Regions from separate parts of the Columba livia genome. Here region 2 is linked to region 1. Evidence: chromatin contacts called from public Hi-C data. All regions are on one chromosome and are shown on one strand. The core of a region is the stretch at or near the end of the contact, and the rest is flanking DNA. Distances in the headings are between cores, read along the strand shown. Region 1 holds the start of GOLGA3 (golgin A3). Region 2 overlaps CHFR (checkpoint with forkhead and ring finger domains).

What was found. Hi-C and Micro-C count contacts between places; a contact is called where the count stands out from the background.
Region 2: a Hi-C map of liver shows a contact between it and region 1, with 4 times the contacts expected there. The contact joins the enhancer-like site here to the promoter of GOLGA3 in region 1. A contact is called at or near these places in 2 of 2 Hi-C or Micro-C datasets (crop and liver).

Annotation. Positions count from the first base shown.
Region 1 is chr17:207,740-213,577 of bColLiv1.pat.W.v2, forward strand. It overlaps GOLGA3 (golgin A3), which reads right to left and starts at 2,896. Exons shown (of 24, transcript XM_065033261.1): 1 at 2,672-2,896; 2 at 411-783. The coding sequence starts at 543.
Region 2 is chr17:253,286-259,387 of bColLiv1.pat.W.v2, forward strand. It overlaps CHFR (checkpoint with forkhead and ring finger domains), which reads right to left. Exons shown (of 17, transcript XM_065033280.1): 17 at 5,895-6,102. It overlaps LOC102092877, which reads left to right. Exons shown (of 7, transcript XM_065033273.1): 7 at 1-704. Among named protein-coding and RNA genes, the nearest start is that of CHFR, 29 kb to the right of the region's middle. Within about 2 kb of position 3,391, at least 1 of the 3 cell types and tissues checked has an H3K27ac peak away from gene starts, as active enhancers do.

The sequences.
Region 1 (5,838 bases), core at 1,646-4,145:
GGATTATTACCTAATCGATTGATTAGGAAAATCTATTTTGCCAGAATAAATACTCCAGTCATGATCTTACTCCACAATAATAACTGCAGAATTATTAGTTCTAGTAATTTCAGGTATGTACTCTTGGAAACACTATCAGAAGACAGATGAACACCCTGAGCAGCACGTACCCAACTGATAGCCAATAGTACTTAAGAGTTTGGTTTTGTTTTGAAAGAACAACTTTTAAAACAAAAGAGAATTTTCCCATAGACAGAGCCATAGTAATCAAGCTTGCTTAAAACTGCTGTACAGGAAATTCTTGACCTCAAGGAAAAAAGTCCTTCAGCATCACCTGAACAACAAAACAGGTCGTTGCAGAGAAGCCTGGGTAAGAGTAGGAATAATTCTGTATATATGAAGCAACTTACTGTTAATTTCATCTGTTGTAACTGGCAAATGTGACTTGGCGTTATGATCCAGAAGTTCTTCAGAGCTGCTAAGGGCCGCATTACTGCTTCTGTTCTCCAAGTGAATGCCCTGCTGGACAGATGAGGAGTCCATGGTAGAAATAATCCAGATCCCTGGAAAGTTTTTCTTCCAAATAATTTTCCACCAAGTAAACTACCAAGTCCTGTTTCTCTCCATCAGCAACAACGGCATCAAGATGTTACACAGGAGCACAGTTGTGAGCTTTACAGTGTGAGCTTTACAGCTGTTGGCGTGCAGCAGGCAGCCGATAGTTCCAGGAGATCACAGAAACAGCTCGCAGGCAAAACTGTAATCACGAAGGAGCCGCATTCCCTAGAAGCAAAATGTAGTGAATTTACAAACATTTCTTAGAGCTTTGAAAATATGAGTTAAAAAACAAACAGTACGCACAGATTACCCACCAGCCCAGCTACAACAAACAGGAACAGGACACGGGATAATAACAAAGACAATGAAATACAACAAGTATCCAGCTTTTCTGATTAAGTAGTGATCTATTTAACAGTTTCAGAACTTTTTTTTCTTAGTAGCATTGATACACCAACATAATGACGCAACAAGATAATAGTCAGCCAGACAACTGATGTAAGATAACTGTCCTTTTTAATGGAAATGTCTCTTTGGCCTCTACTTTAATAAGTGAGCCAGTATCAAAAGCAGCATTTTTACCTGTAAACTACAGTTTGGATTTTCATAACATATATTCCCTTTCAAGGACATTCTGCCATTTAAGTTTCAATAACTTCAGTTAGAATGCAGTATGGAATTCAGATTTTTTTTTTTTTAATTAAATAACATCATTACTGTTTACTTGTCTGCAGAGCAACCGGTATGTATCACCACACTGAGCCTGAGCTACTAATTACAGCCTGTGTTGGCAGTCAGAACGTGGCCTGGGCTGCAGTTCAACGCTGCCTTCCTCCATGGCAAGTCAAGAGGAGCATTGCCAAACACAGTTTATAGAACTTACCAATTATTCTCCAGGCATTCAGACCTCACTTTGGGGTATAGACCCAGCCAACTAATACAATATGGTAGAAGCTGTTAGAAATAGTTATTTCAAGTACTTCAAATTTGTTAAAATAGTTACTGACAGCTGAAATTAGACTACAAAAGTGTTATGGATCCTCTTTACAAAAGAAACTTAAGAAATCACCAGTTAAATAAAACAAAAGGAGGGAGGCGATGAGGACAGAATGTCAGGTCAGGGATATTGAAATTTCATTTTTACATGAACGTAAACATTTTGAGCACCATTCCTTCCATATCTCCAGACAGCACTTGTGTTAACTTCTACTGTACCGAACTGCCCTGGTCACCCAGCAACACCACCGGACATCTCCAAAGCGTTACCGAAGCTCCTATTAACTCCGGATGCACAGGACTAGATTATCAGATAGGTGACCATCACGGGGGTGAACCGTGAAGGAGCCAGAAAGCTGGAATATATTTCTAAAAGAGAAACCGCCACCAAACAGAAAGATTAATACCTTCACTGTGCATTGTTATTGATTTTTAAAGCCCTTCTGTATAATAAAGCTTAAAAAAAAACTTACGGAAGAACAGTCGTTGTATGGCAAAAAGATACTATACGACAGGTCTCAAAGAGGAACTGCAGGCAAAAGGCAAGCACAATTTACACCGCTTACACTGTGGCAAAACCCAGGGAACATGAGATGGTTTGTTATTCTTGTCATAAAACATCTTTGAATAATCAGGACCCGGAAGAACAGCTTTCTCCTGTGCAACCCACTCGCAAACGTTAAAGGTTAAGAGTGTTTTGGCTTCAAAGCCCTTTTGTATCTCTGTGCTGAGCACAGGCAGGCGCACGCACACACACACACACGGGAACCCAGAGAAGCCTCACAGAGAAATGAGCTGTACGAAAACAACCTATTTTGTTTAAAACACCAATAACCAGGAGGGCAACGGAGTCCTGTCCCAAACGGGGGGCGCCGCCCGACGAGACACGCCCGCGGGGTCCCGGGGCGGGAGCCGGAACACCTCTCCGGGACGCCGGCAAGAGGCGGCCGCAGCCCGGGGGCCGCAGCCCACGTAGCCGGGCCGGACGGCTCCGCGCAGGCCGCGGGCAGGGAGGGCAACCCCGAACGCGCTTCCCCGGCCTGAAGCAGAGCCCGGCCGCCCCGCCTCGACCGCCCCCGAGCCCCGCCGCCCCCCTACCCGGCGAGCCTCCGCAGACCTGGGGCCGCCCGCCCGGCGCCCGGCTCCTGCCCGAGACGTGGCGCTGCCTCCACCGGGAAGGGGAGGGGAGGGCGCGGCGGTGCAACGCCGTTCTCCCTCCCCCGCCGGCCGGGCGCCACCGCTGAGGCCCGGGGGCGGCGCGGCACGGCACGGCACGGCCCGCTCCCGCGCCGCCCCCGCACAGCCGGGCCCGCGCCCCTCGGCGGGGAGCTGCGGCGGCCTGGCGCAACGGGGCGGCGGCCAGTGCCGCCAGACCCGCGGGAGAGGCGGCGGCTTTTCCGGACGGACTCTTCCGGGAGAGGCGGGAGGGAGGGGAAGGAAGGGGAAACGCCTTTTATCGCCGGCACCCGGGGCGGGCCCGGCAGCAGCGGCGGGGCCGCGTTCCGGGGGAGCCCGCGGCGGGGCAGGGCCGGACCGGCCCGGCCGAGCGGGATGCGCCGGCTCCCCTCGGGTTCCGTGCAAGACCCCAAGGCGAGCAGCAGACTTGCATAAATTAAAATTAAACCTGTGCATAAACTAAAAATTAAGTCTGTGTGTAATGCGGTGTGCCCCTCGCAGCCTTCATTATCTAGATCACTGACATTCCTACGTTAGCATAACCATTTACTAGATTAGATTACAGGGAGTTCAATGACATGGCTTGTTCCTAGCATTCCTGATGGCCGTTTCCTCATAAATCAGTCCTTACAAGCATCTTTCCAGCATTGGGCACCCCAGAAGTCCTCTGGGATACTGGGAACCGTCAAGTCATATTTCACACAACTGTTACCTCCTATGCTTACACTGGTGGGTTTTGCTTTTCTACATTTTTTTTCCATTAGTATAGTGGCTCATCTCGTTAGACTGGGATTATTTTGGGCTTGCTGGAGAGTTTATTGGTTGGGTAGGCTTTACTCCTAATCTTGCTAGAGTAACCGTATGGACTATAATGCTTAGTAAATGGATTTGGAAAACCAGATGTCTCTGTGAAAGGTCATATCACTGCCCCTTATCTCTGATCATTTTTATTTTCATAATGAAGATGCCTTCTAATATCATATTGTCACCCAAATTATAATTGCCAGGTAAACATACATAGTCAGCTTTTCCAGCTATTCCTCTTTGCTTTTCTCAACGTGTCCGAATTATCCTTGACATGAACATGAATCCACCGAGCTGTTTCTCTAGGAAGATGTGAGGCTGTTCAGCAAGTCAGGAATCTAGTTAAACCCAAACCTGAGTCTAACTTGGTTAAATTGCAAACCTGTTAATCAAGCTCCTGACAGATTGCTAATGACAGTATGTGGGTGTTTTCCTGCGCAGATTATGCAGAGGTAGTGCTCTAGGTGTGATTTGGAAGAAAACTTTACTTTACAAACTAACTCGGGAAGCAGACTCTCTGCAAGTGGAAATGCAGGGAGGCACGGGTCTGAGAGAGGCCGGCAAGCCAGATGACCTCAAATAGGGACTAGATGAGCGTGATCAAGGACTCAGCACAATCTTCTTAGAGACTCTACTGAATGAAACACCTTCTACTGTTCACAAATTCACAGTCTCAGTGGGTGATCTGCACAAATACCTGGCAAAAGTATATTTGGATCTAGAGAACAGCAGCCTCCTGCTATTATGCTGCCTGAGCCAGGTGTCTGCACCAGTGGGCAATCCCAGGCTGTGGCTGCATACCAGAGTTACCTGAAGTTTGACCTTCCTGGCTGGATGCAGATGTTCGGCATTGAGCTTGTAAACTATATGTGGGGTTTGTATGGGTGAAGGAGAGCTGAGCCAAAAGGGCTGTTAACAGAATGAGTCTCTTCTGAGATTGGAGAGGAATCCTTGAGAATTTGCGTATACAAATGTGCATTTCAAATTCTTTAGTAGTGACTTTCACTGGATACTCTTCACAGAAGTTGTCAAGGACAATACGGTGAGGAAGACTTGAATGCCTACTCTTCGTTCAATCTGTTGCTTTGCTTTTCATGTAAGAATGTGAAAAGTTAAGAGTTTTGCCTCCCACAGTGAACTCAACCCAATGTGTTGCTAATCTTGACTTCGATCCCAGCTCTCTAGGACAATTCATTATTTGGGTAAAGCTCCAAAGTATCTCTTTTTTACTTCCAAGTCTGCCACAGCACCAAGCCCCCCAGCTGCAGCAATAGCCACTTGTTTACAGACTGCCACCCAAGCGTGGCACAAAGCTGCAGCAGGCTTGAACGGGCTGCCTGAACAGAAAAGAGAACCCTTCTTACTGAAAGATATATAGCATCAGTAACGTAAGTTTTAGCACGACAGGGGGATATCGTGGTAGTTGTTTAAAAAGCCAGAAAAATTGTCTAACACTAACAAGGCTTTTAAATGCAGGGATACATGTACATTTCCAGGAGACTTGTTTCTGTAAGCTGCAGTCTCTGTCTCCAGCAGAGAGAGTGCCCACGGATTATTCTAAACTCTATCCAAGTTCCTCTCACTCTCTTATTCTTCAGATATAAAAATCAGAACGTACAGCAATGAGTCCTTGAACCACAGCAGCCGCAGCGTTCCCTCCCCGTGCCCCGAGGCTGCGTGCAGGAGCTGCCGCCACCTTCTCTCCACCTGAGCTTTCTCAGACCTTAGCAGGAACAGTATTTTTCAGGAGCTCGCAGGGCCTTGCCCCTGAAAGACAAAGGCGAACTTATTCATCATTGCTCTAACCAAAATAAAAAGGCATATAATGCCAAATTAAAGACCTGAGCTAGAAACTAAAACTAACAGAGAATGACAGACAATTTGCAGACTTACCTACCAAGCAGGGTATTTTTGTAACTCCCTCTGTGTGTGAGAGAATTGCCCTAGCGTCAGAGGAAGAGCCAGGCGAGAGAGAAAGGCTTCATACTCTGCAGAAGCAGAGGGTGGCACCCTCTGCACAGGACAAAGCCCATGCATGGTGCTTTCCGTTACAGCTGTTATAGTACAAACATGTTTTTCTAAATATTCCCTTAGTAGAGATCTTCTTCCTGAGCCACCGACAACACTATGTTCCCATTCCCTGTGTTTATTGCAGCTATTTCTGCTCACATATTTCTATCATTTCGTGTCACTCAGACTGCAGAAACTTCATTAAGAAATAAATTTGTGCTAACCACATACAAATAGCTCTGTCATTGGCACATGGCAATCTGTCCCAGGCACCCGGCTCTCCTCTCACGGTCA
Region 2 (6,102 bases), core at 2,141-4,640, 46 kb after region 1:
GCAAGAGACTCCTGCATATTCAACCCACACCTTAGGAATATTTTGCTTTCTTAAATGAAAGAAATTCTCTATGAAGCTGTATTTGCAGCTGACACAGCACACTGTTTTAAAGCAATAGCATGTCATAAAACAGGTGTCAGAAAGAAATCTTCCATACAAGTCTTCCCCTATTATCAGCTACAGCATGTATCAAGTTATCTTAATCCTTCTGTGTAAAGGCATTTAAGTCCGATTCCTGAAATATTTAACTGAATTATTTATGATTTCACCTGCTATTACAGCTTCCATTTGCCACCTATTAATGTCTGAGATATGCAACACAGGATTGTAGGTTTTGCCGTATATTTTGATTATGTGTTTGCGTGTCCGTGTACACATAGACGCGCTGCACCGGCAGCAGCGAAAGCGAAACCAGCAAAACGTGGACAGCAAACAGGTCTCTGCATCTGCTGTTACCAGACTGCACTGAGTAGTCTTGAAGCACAAAAGTTGGGTGTGGAGTTTTTTGTTGTTTCATAAATGCTACATGATTCAACGTGAAGAGTTAATATATTTATGATTTAAGAAAACATTTAGAGGTCTTCAGTATTCTAATAATAACTTCCGCTGCATTGAATTCATATACATTGTAATTCAGAGTCAATGTTCTGTTACTTACTACATTTCTAAAGATTGAAGTACTAAAAATCTACTTTTGAAAAGTACTTGTGTTCAGTTATTTACAGTAGCTACATTTGAAGGGCTGGGAAAAAATGGCTTTTTCAATAAAAGCATGTTTAACTATTAATTTCTAAAATGTAATGACATTTTATTTATTATGCTGAAAGACTAGATGGATGGCATTGCCATCACATGGTATGCACCAGTACAGCAGCCCCTTAGCAGCTGTTGCAATGAAAGAGCACAAAAGCTGCTGCGGCGCTCGGCCGGGACTGTGCTGTCTGACTTCCCAGCGACCCCACCAGATAACAAGGTGCTTGTTTACTCCGGCGTCCTCTGCTCCCAAAGAGCAGATTTTGCTAAACCTGTGAAGACTGCTGCCAGAGGCCGGTTTCTGGGCAAGTTTGCATTTCCTATCACGGACTGCTTATCTGAACACTCGGTACCTCTTCCATTATACCTATTGTGGCACTATAGAGCCACAACTATAGATGGGACACTAAATCAGGTATCCTGTGTTCAGCATGGACTATATACATACACATGTTGAGAGAGGCCCTTCTCCTGAAGGACACGCAACATTCAACAACGCTGCTTACTCTCAGCATGGACGTGGGTGATAAACCAGGCCATTCGAAGGTGATGCCTTCTGCCACTGGAACGCACCGACGCCCAGCGCCGGGCGCCCGCTGCGGGTGCCCAGCCGGCAGCCCTGAAGAGCCAGCAGCGCAGCACGCGGGAGACTCCGGTTCCTGCCTCGCCGTTCGAGGTTCCTATTTTTCTAAGGCAGATAAAGAGGTACTCGTGTTTCATTTTGTAGCTTCAAAGAATTTATAAAAGAATTTCCTCCCCTTGCAGCCAAATGAACTATTTTGAAATTCTCCTTTTCCCCCACAGGCACAGAAACAGCTTCCACCCATGCTCTTCAAACAACTCTGTCCTGGTTTTGTTAAAAACCAGACCGGTTCTCTGTCAGTGATGTTTCTTTCAGCTCAGTTCTCCTAGGTGGCTGTACTTTTCTGAGGTTTAGCCTGCATATTTTTCCTAGGATGCTGTACTCGGTGCTGATAAGAGACCAACAGGATGCTGAAAAGGCTCATGTTTAGATTTATTACTATGGTAGCCAAGAAAGACTGATAAGTTTTGCCATGTTCCACCGTGAGGGGGGTGTGTTTGAGGAGGGGTGGATGGAACAGGGGACTAGAACTGACCAACGCAAGTATTCCATCCCATAATCGTCATACCCCTATATAAGAGGGTGATCACGAGGGTCACTCTTCGCCCATGGCCGGCGTCTGGAGAGGCCCGTCTGTCTGCCTGTCTGTCCGTCTGTGATCCACAGCCCTCAGGCCCTGCATCCTGCAGCCGGGTTCCGTCTGCAGTGCAGTCCCGCCCGGGACTCCCGGGGCCGGAGCCGCAGCTGGGCCGCCAGCCCAGCCCAGCTCTGCTGCGGAGGGGCGCCAGCGCCACATCCAGCACGCCAGACCGGGTTCGTAGAGTTTGTATATAACCTCTATTTATTAGTAGCATTAGTAAAACCCCTTAAAACTCTCCAACTTGCAGTCTAAGTCTCTTCCTTTCCCCTTATCTTTCTTATCATCTTTCCGATCTAAAGGAAAGGGGTGGCGGGAGGTCTGGGGGATAGCGGGGTCTGCCACGGTTTACTGCCGCCTTGCCTTCAACCTTGACAAAGTCACAGCACAAATTTAAGAAATTCTGAAAGCTCTGGGTGGAATAAAGTGCTCTAATATTTTCAGCTGTAAATATTAACTAGGATTAGTCTTTAAATAGCATTACTTAGGGCATTTATTCTGTTGCTAACAGTTCTATTACTTCTGAGAGCCATGCTGCCACGTTTTAATGACAGAAACCCTCACAGCTCATGCACGAGCTCGGGATTCCGTTTTCCTTTTGTGCTAATACAGCCGCTCCACTGTGCTCTTCCGCATACTGCAACCAGGCAGCAGATGGGATAAGCATGCTAAGCACTTGCTGAGGAGGAGGAAAATCGTTTCAATCACAATTGCATGGGAAGAAAAAACAAGTCAAAAAATGTTATGGAGCTAACAGGAGGAGTATTACTTTCAGTAAAACTGGATCTGAATAATGTTCACTTGGGCTTTTTTTAATTAATTATTCTGGAGTATGGTAGGCAATCCCTCTAGCCAGTGTGTTAGGTAGACTGAAAAGGACAAAAATATGTGGGCATTCCCTATTTTTCCATTATTGGGAACAGAGCTTCAAAATAAAGCCTGATGCTATACAGGCTGACAAGAATTATATGGGTTATGTTTCTTACTGTCAAGTGGTTAAAACAGTTGAGAATACAGGTTCAGTGGGAAAACAATCCAAGATTTAACACGCAGCTAGTGAACCCCAACTTTGAGGCTTCAGGGGAGCAAGAAAAATCAGCTTATAACTTCCTAGCAGAAACATGAACTGAGGTTTCCTTTCAGAAATCCCACCTTTAAGAGCAGTTGGTTACAAAGCATCCTACTTACAGCTGTGGTTGGTTTGTTCTTCCATGAGAAGGGCATGAGCCGCAACGTGACACATCTGACTCAAGCGGTGCAGTCAGCTACTGGATTTGATTCTAAACAATTCAACATTAATTTGCATTGCAAGGAAAAGATAAGTCCTGAGCCAACAGTTACCTAACAAGAGCAAGCAAGTAAAACTCAGCAGCACTGAAAAGAATACCCAACAGAGACCAAACACCGCTTCAACATATATTCATGGTCTGTCTAGAAATGTCTTTGATGTTAAACCTCATACGGCACACTTAGCATTTTTTATAATTCATTTCCTACGGAAACTAATGAGCTTAAGGGTGAAATTACCTCATTGAAAGTCAAAATGGTGAAGTTTGAAGAAAAGAAGGATGACCTGAAAAGCAGATTTAGAAGCAATCTTTGCATATTAAGCATTACTGTGGGAAATGGTATAATTAGTTTTCTTCAGAAGTTATTCCTTGGAATGGTATAAGTGGTACTTCAGCTCCCAAACATCATGCAGCAACAATGTTAGATAAAATAGAAAATTGCAAAACCCCCACACGTTCTTCTTAAAACCAAGAGATCCTTTTCCTAACTTCCAGTAATGCAGTGACTGTTGGTTTATTTCTAGGGGCAGACTGTACAAAATAAAGCTGCCTTCTAGTAGAAATTTCTAAGAGGCCATGAGAAACCAGATTTTCAGAGCATGATTTAGAACCGAGCATTCTGTTCTCAAACGTCCAACCCCTTCCCGCTGAGTCAATCGATTTCCCTCGGCTCTTGCTGCAGGCTAAGCCATCAGAGCTGAAGACTCGAAACAGATACAAAAATGATGTCTTTTGTTTGCAGAATGAATGAGCTAATGATGGATCTTTGACCGTCAAATACCACAATTTTTCTATTAAATTAAAGGAAAACAGTATCAGAGCTTCAACACAAATTTTCCTACAGAGCTGCTGATTCAAATACTTGAGACACTAAGAGCTCTCACATCAGCACGAACTGCTGAGATGAGGACACTGACAGCTATTCCAGCTGCAAAAGGCCATGTACTGTATTCTCCTTCTCACCACCATGCTACCGTCTTTCTTCATCCTTCATGGAGGAAATGCTCAGAAAAGCTTATGCTGTGCCAGAACTGATCACGCGACAGGGCATAAATCCAAAATCAGCAGCTTCCTCAAACTAAAGTAGTTACACGTCACTGGTTGACATAACGGGGTCTAACACACTTACATCCACCAATATAAGCGTTGGGCACGCCAAAACCATCACAAGTTTTAAGGTCTATCAGTGTGTCTTTATGTTGTACAGAACAGCACAGCATTTTCACTTTTACATTACACAACCATGAGTTTGCAGTTCTTTTAAATTTAGTCTGAAGAACAAATGATAGCTGGTTTAAGAGCAGCTATATGGATTAGCTATACCATTAAAGGATATCCAGCTCCAACGGTGGGAACACAAATCCTCAGACGCTAAGTCGCCGCCTGCAGTCCAACAAGTGGCGCCGCGGCCTGCGCGCCGGAACGGGAGCGGGAGCGGACGGGGCCTCCTGCTCCCTCAGCAACGGAAAAGTTATCTTCAGAAAGAGCGTTCCACTAATAGTGGCCGCCTGAAATCTTGTAATTTAGACAGATTAGGTCATTGTAAAGAACACAATATAACAATTTTCTCTAGCCTGCCGTTACACCAGAGGCATAATGACTGTTATCTCAGTGTTTACAGTGTTGCAAGAAATTAAAATACTACCCACTTTTTTATAGTAGTAAACTTTCTTACTTACCAGTATCTTGAAGTCACAGCTTGTCGACAAAAATGAATTGTATTTAACAGTTTTTTGCTTACATCATTAGTTGTAAGTCCGGCAGAAATACGGATGATCCTTTGTGAATCACCTGACACTTTAAAGTTTCAGAAAATTTCTTGGAATGACAAAAACACTCGTTCCATTTCCAGCTATTACGAGTTCTAGGATGATACTTAGTTGTGAAATCTCAACATTCAAGTAACTGATGGCTTGACCAAGCATTAGAAACTGTGGCATACACCCATTTCTGTGGTGAGAGAATATGCCACAGAAGAAACAGAAACAGACAACTTCAGTGATTTTTTTTTTTTTTAATTAATAACTTCTTAGTTTGGGAAAAAATAAATCACAAAAGGGAACTGGAAGAACTGCTCTCCACCTTCTTTATAAAAGAACTTTCCCGACGACAGAGACTACACACCTTGTTCACCACTATGTCCAACCCTACCGCAATCACCTCAGTTTTCACAACATCTATCCTACCACACTTCATGATCAGCTTCCCAGTGTCTCTGATAAAGCAGGTGGGAGTGTGCTTTAGGTTAAAAACAGGCTGCGCCTTTACAGCGTTTAAACAATTACACCAAGCATAGTTCATACATTTATCACATTAACTATCACCTGGTAACTATACATTTAAAAAGGTCTAACGTATAGAGTATGTAATACCCATGACAGATACTCTTACTTACTTAAGAGCATAAAAAGATCAGGATTTATTCACCCTCCCCATCTGCAAGTTAATTTCTCATCTCTTCCTGCTACAATATAAGTGACAAAAATTTCCCCTTCATTCCATTGCACTACTGCAACCCTATATGCATAGAAAGGCAGATTAATTACCTGTAACAGGGAAAAGGAAGAGGGGTTTATAAAAGGAATTTGAAGAATCTCTACTGCACAGGTAGTTTAGATGTTAAGTACATGAATTTGTTTTTTTGTTGCTTTTTCTCCCCCCTTTTTTTTTTCTTAAAGTCACATAATACATCCCTATATAAATATAACTGAAGTAAGTGCAAGCGAGGTTGTACATAGTTCTGTAGACACCATAATCTTGACCAAAGAACCCCCAGACCAGCACAGGACCTTGGACACCAGCGCAGCGACAAGTCCGCGCCGAACGCTCGTCCTGGGAAG